Linked DNA regions of Columba livia: region 1 is linked to region 2. The links are chromatin contacts, called in public Hi-C maps. All regions are on one chromosome and are shown on one strand. Each heading gives the region's core, a stretch centred on a gene start, on an enhancer-like site or on the middle of the called end of the contact. The rest is flanking DNA. Distances are from core to core; before and after follow the strand shown. Region 1 overlaps LRRC8B (leucine rich repeat containing 8 VRAC subunit B). Region 2 has its middle 7.3 kb from the start of LRRC8C.

Evidence for each region. A called contact is a pair of places that touch in the nucleus more often than the background predicts.
Region 1: a Hi-C map of crop shows a contact between it and region 2, with 3 times the contacts expected there. The contact joins two enhancer-like sites. A contact is called at or near these places in 2 of 2 Hi-C or Micro-C datasets (crop and liver).

Annotation. Positions count from the first base shown.
Region 1 is chr8:25,639,386-25,643,557 of bColLiv1.pat.W.v2, forward strand. All of the region lies in intron 1 of LRRC8B (leucine rich repeat containing 8 VRAC subunit B), which reads right to left. Among named protein-coding and RNA genes, the nearest start is that of KYAT3, 7.8 kb to the right of the region's middle. Within about 2 kb of position 2,801, at least 1 of the 3 cell types and tissues checked has an H3K27ac peak away from gene starts, as active enhancers do.
Region 2 is chr8:25,599,308-25,603,377 of bColLiv1.pat.W.v2, forward strand. No RefSeq gene overlaps it. Among named protein-coding and RNA genes, the nearest start is that of LRRC8C, 7.3 kb to the left of the region's middle. Within about 2 kb of position 2,439, at least 1 of the 3 cell types and tissues checked has an H3K27ac peak away from gene starts, as active enhancers do.

The DNA of each region.
Region 1 (4,172 bases), core at 1,551-4,050, 40 kb after region 2:
TCCCAGTCGTTACCAGGTTTTTAAATGCTGAAAAATAACAATTACTCTCTGCTTCTTTTAGATGGTATTGCATTCTTGCCTCCTGGTGATCCTTGCATCTTATTCATACTGACCAATTGTGTGAAGTCTTTCAGGCTTTCCAAGAAAACTTCTAAGGTGGACTCCAAGTAGACAGAGGAACTAAAGATGAGTATTTGTTTCCTAAGAGCTTTCAAGACAAAATAAACGCTTGTTTGCTCTAGTAGCCCTACAGGCACTAACAGCTCATACATGACACTTAATACTGCATTAGTAATAGTTTATGCATATCTGCTAGAACACTACTAGCAAAAAAAATAGTGCTTTGGGATCCCAATACAATTCACTCCTGCTGTTTACAAATGCTCTGACTGCACTGCACAGTTCTAGTATTGCAATTACAAGTCACAAAGAATCCAGTATTGTAAACTCTGTATGACATAATTTTCTGGTGAAAACACAAGAAACACTCTTCAATGTGTTCTTATGCAGATCGTGGCTTCTCACAAGAGTCCTGGGTCTTTCTTTCATTTATGCTCTCTTATTTTTTACATTTCACTCACTTTGCACAGAAGTGAAAGAATTTTGCACCCATTAAATATTTCATTAATGCCAGCTTCTGTTTGCTCAGCACTCTTGTAAAGTCTTGCATTTCTAGTTAATTCAGCATTTGTCTGGAGACAACTTCATGCTTGCCGTGGAGGTTAACACACTAGAAATCAGAAGTCCTCCAGTAGGAAACTACTCATTGTACTGTTTTATATAATCACTGACTGTTGCTTTATTTGTTAGGCTGCGAATGTGCAGCCCTGGTTTCAACTGAGACGGCTCAAGAGGGTCATCCCCTTCAAATAACCTCCTGTTGCTGATTATAGTCCCCAGCTACTTTTTCACCAGAAGCTGCTGCTCCCTCAGAACCGCAGTCTGGTTTACACGTGATGTCGCTCCTCAGTTTTGTGCTACCAAAATTAAACTGATCGATTTAAACACTTTCAGCTACAGGGTTTCTCTAATTTGCATCATTTTGAAAGACCAAATTTGGGATCAAGCAGTATAAGCTCTTTCCCATTTAATTTGCCCCTACAATAAAGCAGGAACTGCTCTGCACCTTGCAGACTCAGATCCTCAGGGAAGTGGTTGGATCAAAAGACCAAAGGCAATTTATTTGTATCACAGTATCACAGTATGTTTGGGATTGGAAAGGACCTCAAAAGATCATCCAGTCCAATCCCCCTGCTGGAGCAGGAACACCCAGGTGAGGTCGCACAGGAACATGTCCAGGCGGGTTTTGAATGTCTCCAGAGAAGGAGACTCCACAACCCCCCTGGGCAGCCTGTTCCAGTGTCTGTCACCCTCACTGAGAAGAAGTTTTTGTCTTTCAGAACACTTTCATTCTGGACCTTTTTTTATAATTCTCTTCAGTCTTCTTTCCTAATGTATAGTTTGAGGTTGGCCAGTGATTTATCTGAAAAAAATATTCCCAATATTGCTCCAGAGAGTGAAAACATCAGTTCTGTACTATTTGTAGCTCCTGCCAGCAAAAATGTCACTGTATCTCTTCCCGGTATCTTGAGGAATCCATAATGAAACTTGCTGCTGCTACATTCCAAGCAGAAATTTGCCTTATGTTTACTAGAGAATATGGGAAAAATAAGACAAAAAGGTCTGTTATACCAAAGTATCTCTACCCAAATTTAAATACAAAGAAGGCACCTCTGAAATCTGTCAGAAAATACTTCCATTGTCACACCCATTTTCATTATTAATGGCTTGATCCCACAGGTAAAAAAAGCCAGTTTTGTCCACAAACCTTCACAGCATAAAAATACATTGGTTTATAAAGAAGTCAAAGATACAGAGACATAATTTATAATTGGCCTTTGCAGTATGAATGATATCCAAATAAATTATTATTAATTTGTTTATGGGTAATGCTAAGAAATGCTAAAGTTATCACCACCTGCTTCACTCTGCAGTTGCACTCAATTTTCTTTGAGATTTACAAAATATATGAGGTCATTCAAAATTGGAGTGTTCTCAGCACCTGCTAAGATTAGATCTTCAGAGGCAATAAAGCCAGTATAATCTGAACTCCAGGATCAAACTAATTGGCTATGATGCCTTTTTTAAAATAGTGCCAAGCATATACAGTAGCTACTATCTGATAAGTAAATCACTACAGTGCAGCCTATGAGGCAAAGAAAAGTCATTATTTTTGAAGGTGAATCAAAATAAATAATATTAATCATTAAAAAATGTAGTTAGACACGAGTCATACAGCTCACCCCATATGACTGAAATGCATTTGTTTAATACTACATACTGTGAGTAATATAGGAAATTCTCACTGAAGTATTTCCAGCTTCCTAGACTCCCCTGATGCAACCCAGCATTAGTCACTCAGTGTGGGAGCAGCCAAATAGCTACATCCTCTGCTCCAACCCAGATGCTGGCTGGACTCGGCCTTTAGGAATAAAGTAGGCCCGCAAGATATTTTCATCTATACTATTGTACATTGTATTTACGATAGCACACTATTTTCTCAGAACATCTCTTTAATAAATATTTGCAAAAGACACGATTCATACTATTTTCCTTGAACAGGTCTTACAGCCACAAGGCAGACTGAGAGGCATCAGCATGGTAACAGGCTGGGGGTAAGGGCTGTATTTCCTAGCCAAGAGACTCCAAATCACCCATAGCTCAGAGGTGTGTGTGTGTCCTGCCTGACCTATGGCACAGGCGTGTGTACGGGACTGGACAGGGAGCTGCTGCAGGCACCAGCCTGTCAGCCTTGTGCTTCTGCTGGAAAAGCAGGACTGTTAGCACAGCAGAGCTGGGCAGTTCTGAAGAAGAAAAAGAACAGAAGAAGGTAAGGTACTAAGAAGAGGAACTGTGAGAAAAGAAATTCTCTCATCTGCTGCCCAGTTGCTTTTGTGATCAGAAAAAACAGGCTTTCATCCATTTCTTGTTAGTAAACAAGACTGTGTCAAAGACTTTTATGCCCCATCATTAATTCCACATTTTTCCCTCTTGACAAAAATCCTCGGGGCCCTAAATTAAAGTAAAAAAGAAATTACAATACACACGTGCCTTTTTGAATTGCCACGAGTAAGGTTTTATTTTTATGCTTTGCATAATACCACTTTGGAAAGTACTGGCTATATCCCAAGGGAAAGCTGATTTAAATTTTATGTTTTTCATGTCTACTTTGATTTGACCAAGATACAGGTTCATTAGGGTCTTATCTTCTGCAGCTAGGGTAGAAAACTCCAACAGAAAAAACAGAGCTGAACTCAGCTGATTTGCTATGTGGTTTGTGCATCCAAGTTCTGCCAAGTAATTTTCTCCTCTTCAGTTGAACTGGCACTCGCTAATCTCTTTTGAAGTGTAGAGATTCCTGACTGCCATTGCTATTTTACAAATAAGATGTTGCTGGATGACATTAAAACAAATTAACAAAAAAGTGTACTAATTACTACTTCTAGTGAATGAGAATGTGTTGAGCAGTTAGATCAGCCATGCAAGGCTTGTATCAAAAAATCAGGATGCATTACTATGCACTTACAAAATGAGTGAGATGCTTCTAAACTGAAACTCAGTGTGAAATCCTTGGGGTGCTTAAAAAAAGACAACAAAGCTTAGTGCAGGTGCTAGGAAAATTACTTACTTCAAATATTGAAATAAATATTAGTTCTAAGTATGAAAGATAAATCTGAAAAGGCAAATACTTCACCATACCTACATTTATGACTTTAGCTGAGTCCTGGAATGAAGGACTGATTTGATTTTATGAATAGTGTTGAATGCTGAGTTCAAAAGATGATTTAATCATAGGCTCAGATGTTCCTGTTTTCCCTGCTGTCCCAGAACTTGGAAAATCCTTCTAACTTGGCAATCTTTGAAACCTTAGTTTTGGCCCTTTACATTGCTGCAAGCGTGGCAGGGCTTGTCTGCTCCATCAGTTTCTCTAACACTGTTGAGACAGGCTTCCTCAAGACCTTCTGGCTGATACACAAAGTGATATTTTCCTGCTTAAAGCATGAAATGCCATTAAGTTAAATAAACTAAATTGTTAGGTTTGGGGGAGAATTTTCATAGTGGTCCATAACTACAACAGACTTTGTAGCATAAGTTGGACATGTTAATCTTTT
Region 2 (4,070 bases), core at 1,189-3,688:
TTGTGGTAAGAAGGCATAAATAACAGCGATCTGTGGCCTATACTAGTTGTCAGTCCAACTATCCAGGCATCACACACACACAGTACGCACCTGCTTCGTTTTTACTTTCCCCCTTCCTAGGTTGTCAAAGGTTGGCTTTCCATTGGGACTACAACCAATTCAGCTACAGCAGTGACTCCACATTTAAAAGCCTCTTTGTTGTTCCTTCTAGAAGTGCTTTTGTATCCTCCAAGCTGTGGCTGTGAGACATTCGCATAGTTGAAAGATCATAGTTTGAGGGCTTCCTTCATCCCTTCCCACAGCTGTAGGTGTTTCCGGTGGATGTGATTTACAGAGCTGTCCAAGCAGTCCAGGCTGCACTGCCAGAAGTTTCTGTCTATATGAACAGCTGTCACACTAAAGTATTTAGAATTAAGGCTATATGTTTTTACATATGCATACACATACGCTTACATATTAAAACAAGCCTGCATGCAACTGAGAGGTAAGATTGTTTACTATAGCACAAACATAAGGGGATGTAACACACATGGAAACTGTTTTGGTCTAGCTGGTGGTTGTATGGTACAACAACTTTTTGTTCAGCAAGAGGGAAAATATATTTACACTTGAGACCTTTAAAACTCAGATCATGCAGCAGACAACTTCCCATTTAGACTAGCTAATAATGATTTCGGAGTCTGAACTGTGTATTTTTCTATGCCTGACTTCATCTGTTGTATTGCATTTTTAGAGCATTGTATATGACAAACCTTTCAGGAATCCCAAAACCAAATGGAAGTTCCACTGAATCACTTGAAGCCGCTGAAGAACACCATCAGTGAGGCCACACAATTGCATGGAATGCGATGAATTTCCAGGAATAGGACTGCTTCCCGGAGATTGTGTAAAATACAAGCATAAAAAGAGAGAACAAAGGTAACGCTGACAGTCTCTGCACCACCAGGCTATTTTAGTTTGTGAAAAGAAGAATGAAGAAAACAGCCATGTTAGAAGACCTTTGCTAAGCTAACAGGAAGCCTGTATGTCAAGGGCAAACCCTGAAACAAAGCAGTACAAAATTATCTCAGCAAAAATGTAATCTCTCCATGATTTTATCTTATTAAACCAAATCCACTTTTAGCTTGGATGCAATGCTAATGGAGATCTTAAGATCTCTATGACCATGCTTCCATCTAGCAATAATAAAGGCATGACTAGGTAAAAGGCAATAATTATAGAAACAGGTGAACTCTGCAGCTCTGAGGTGAAAGGAGAGCAGTGCAAAAACCACAAAAGTTCAAAAGCAATAGGAAGCCTGTCCATTCAGGTTCATTAAGAAATAAGTTCTGCTGACTAGAACTTGCTCTGAAGCAGTGGTTAAGCACACTGCTTTCAAAGTACCACACAACACGTGCAAAAGCTTGGCCTCTAGATATAATGAAAGCAATCCTCCCAGTAGAGCCTCCTGCTTTTTTCCTTCATGGAACCTCTGCTCCAACACACTGGAGGAAATCTCACTTTTAAATAAATTGACTCTTAGAGGTGCAACATCTCGTATGGTTTCAACTCTGGAGGTGTTTGCTTCTCAGCTTTATCAAGCACAGCTCAGGTCCTGACACTGGCTATTGGTGAGTAAAGACTGCAACTTCTAGTAAGACATCAGCTGTCAAACCCAGGTGACATCGTGGTTACTGTTCAGCATTTGCATACTTCCAACTTCAGGTTGTCCTCCCACCATATGCAAAGATGCTTGGATGGAACACAAACATTAGGTACAGCATTACACGAAACTGGTTTTCAGATTTCTGTTACTCATTTACTCCTTGGTCCAGCACAGAGAGAGGCAGGAATATTAAAACTCCTCTTACATGAGTCCAAGGATATGACACTAGACACAGTCAGCTTATCAATGTTTAAAAAGCAACAACAGGATACTGTAGTTACTTTTCACATCTACTTATTGCAAAGAACAGCCTGTGTCCATAAAGCTAAAGTCCCTTATAGCAACCAAAAGGGCTACATTCAAACTGCCAGCTGGGAACAGCGGCTGGCCTGTGCCACCCAGAGCACTGCTGGGAAGGGTGCTGGCTGGCCCGCAGCCTGTACCACCATTTGCAGTATGAATAGGGAGCATGCTCGTGCTTGGGTCTCTGCCCCAGGGCTGCTCAGCTTACCCATGCCGACATCGTCTGCAGAGATACTTGCACACAGAGGGAGGGAAGGAGGGAGGAGAGGGCAGCAGAGCCATCTCCCTCAGCAGTACCATTGGTTTGTGCCAGCTCACACTGTTCATGGAATTTCAGCTGTATGCCAGATAGACAGCCCTCCTCCAGACTTATGCTGGGCAAACACACAGTGGTGTCAGCCCACCAAAGGTGATAAACCAGCTCTGCACAAAAAATGGGAACAGAACTTTTTCACCCTGCACCTATAATGGTTGGACTCAGTCTTAAAGGTCTTTTCCAACCAAAATGATTCCGTATTTTGCCATTACCTCTGCAGCATCTGAGAGAGGTGACCTTTTGTCTCCTGGTATGACTCCCCACACAAGGCACCACTGTGCAGAGATCCTGAGCTAGTCCAGGTGAGCTGGGAGAGCTGCATTAGCTAGAAAGGAGACAGCAATGCACAGCAGCCCAGCCAGAACAGAGGGCAGCTTGCAACCCCTCTCCTGGCAAGTCTCTGGACAGCAAGTGAGAAGACAACAACTACAGGAGGGGGGGAAGTTGTAAAGTACCATTACTGTGTGTGTTATTTCTTTCTTTTTTCTTTCAGTCTAACAAATAAAAACATGTTACTGTCTCAAGTCTACAAATTTGGCATGAACAGTATGTTTTAATGAAAAAAAACCAGAAGCAACAATTAAAATCCTGACTAGTTAAAGCCTTGATAATTACACCCAGGATCACTCAGGCAATCTTATTCTGTGCCTTTGGATAGGTACATCTTCCCTTCCTCTCCCCCATCTTCAGTATTCCTCTCAGATCTAGCAGATATAAGAAGTTATAAGCTGAAAAGAGATTTGGTATATATAGATGCACACTTGAAAATCTGATCCATGCTCTCCACCTAAAAAAATTGCTTTCTTCACCTCTTTCAAAGTTCATTAAATGTAGAGTGGATGATTCGGCCCGGGGAATACGACATTCATAATAACAAATATGGTTTCTGCGCATTTCCTAGGATGAAGACTATTTACATCCTATTCCCACAGGAAATTAGGTAAGGAATAAACATTAAAGTAAATATGCAGTCTGTGTCACCCCTCTAATAAATACTGAAGGATGATTTCAAACAAATTTAACAAAAGAAGTCTCAGATAAACCAATTTCCTTCAAGTTGCATGAAAACAGGCATCTGGCTACCAAGGGGAACAAAATCCTGCTAGTATTCCAGCCAAGAGAAATCCTGAAAGATTAAGTTAAACACAAGAATATCTGTAAGAGGGAGGTCACTTTTAAATACTCCAACTATGAGGAAATCTTCAGGGACACTGATCTGTAGGCCAGGCTTCATTCCTTCAGCTGCTTATGAAATGATGCAGCATTAGGCTCTTCCTCCCTGTTTTCACTTTTCTTAACTTCCATTCAACTGTGGAACAGTTTGTCAGAGACTTCAGATAGACCTCAGGCAAAGGAAGCCAAAGGCCTTCAGATTTATTATTTTCTTGTTCCAGATACCTTTAAAAAGTCCACTGTGAGGAACTACTAACTCCTCCTTACACATCTTCCGTCCTCCTAACCTTGGACAGTGGCAGGGTCAGTAACATCCCATCGTGAACAGCTGAAGTGTTTAGAGAAATGAACTGCTACGAGCAAGAGACTTAATTATGTGGTAGTTAGTGGTGTAGGAGAAGATGATGTTGACCTCTAGTGACTAGTCTGGGGATACCTGGTGGCATGATCAGAGTGAAATGTTTCTGGGAAGAGCTAGCCAAAAGTTTCACTGAAGCTGGCACGTGAGAACATTCATGCTGCTCATGGAGGCGAGTAACTACACATCCCCTTCATGGAACAGAATCCTCCAGCTGGAACAAAGACCCCAGAGAGGCTGCTGTATAGCCTAAACTACACACACAGATTTGAATA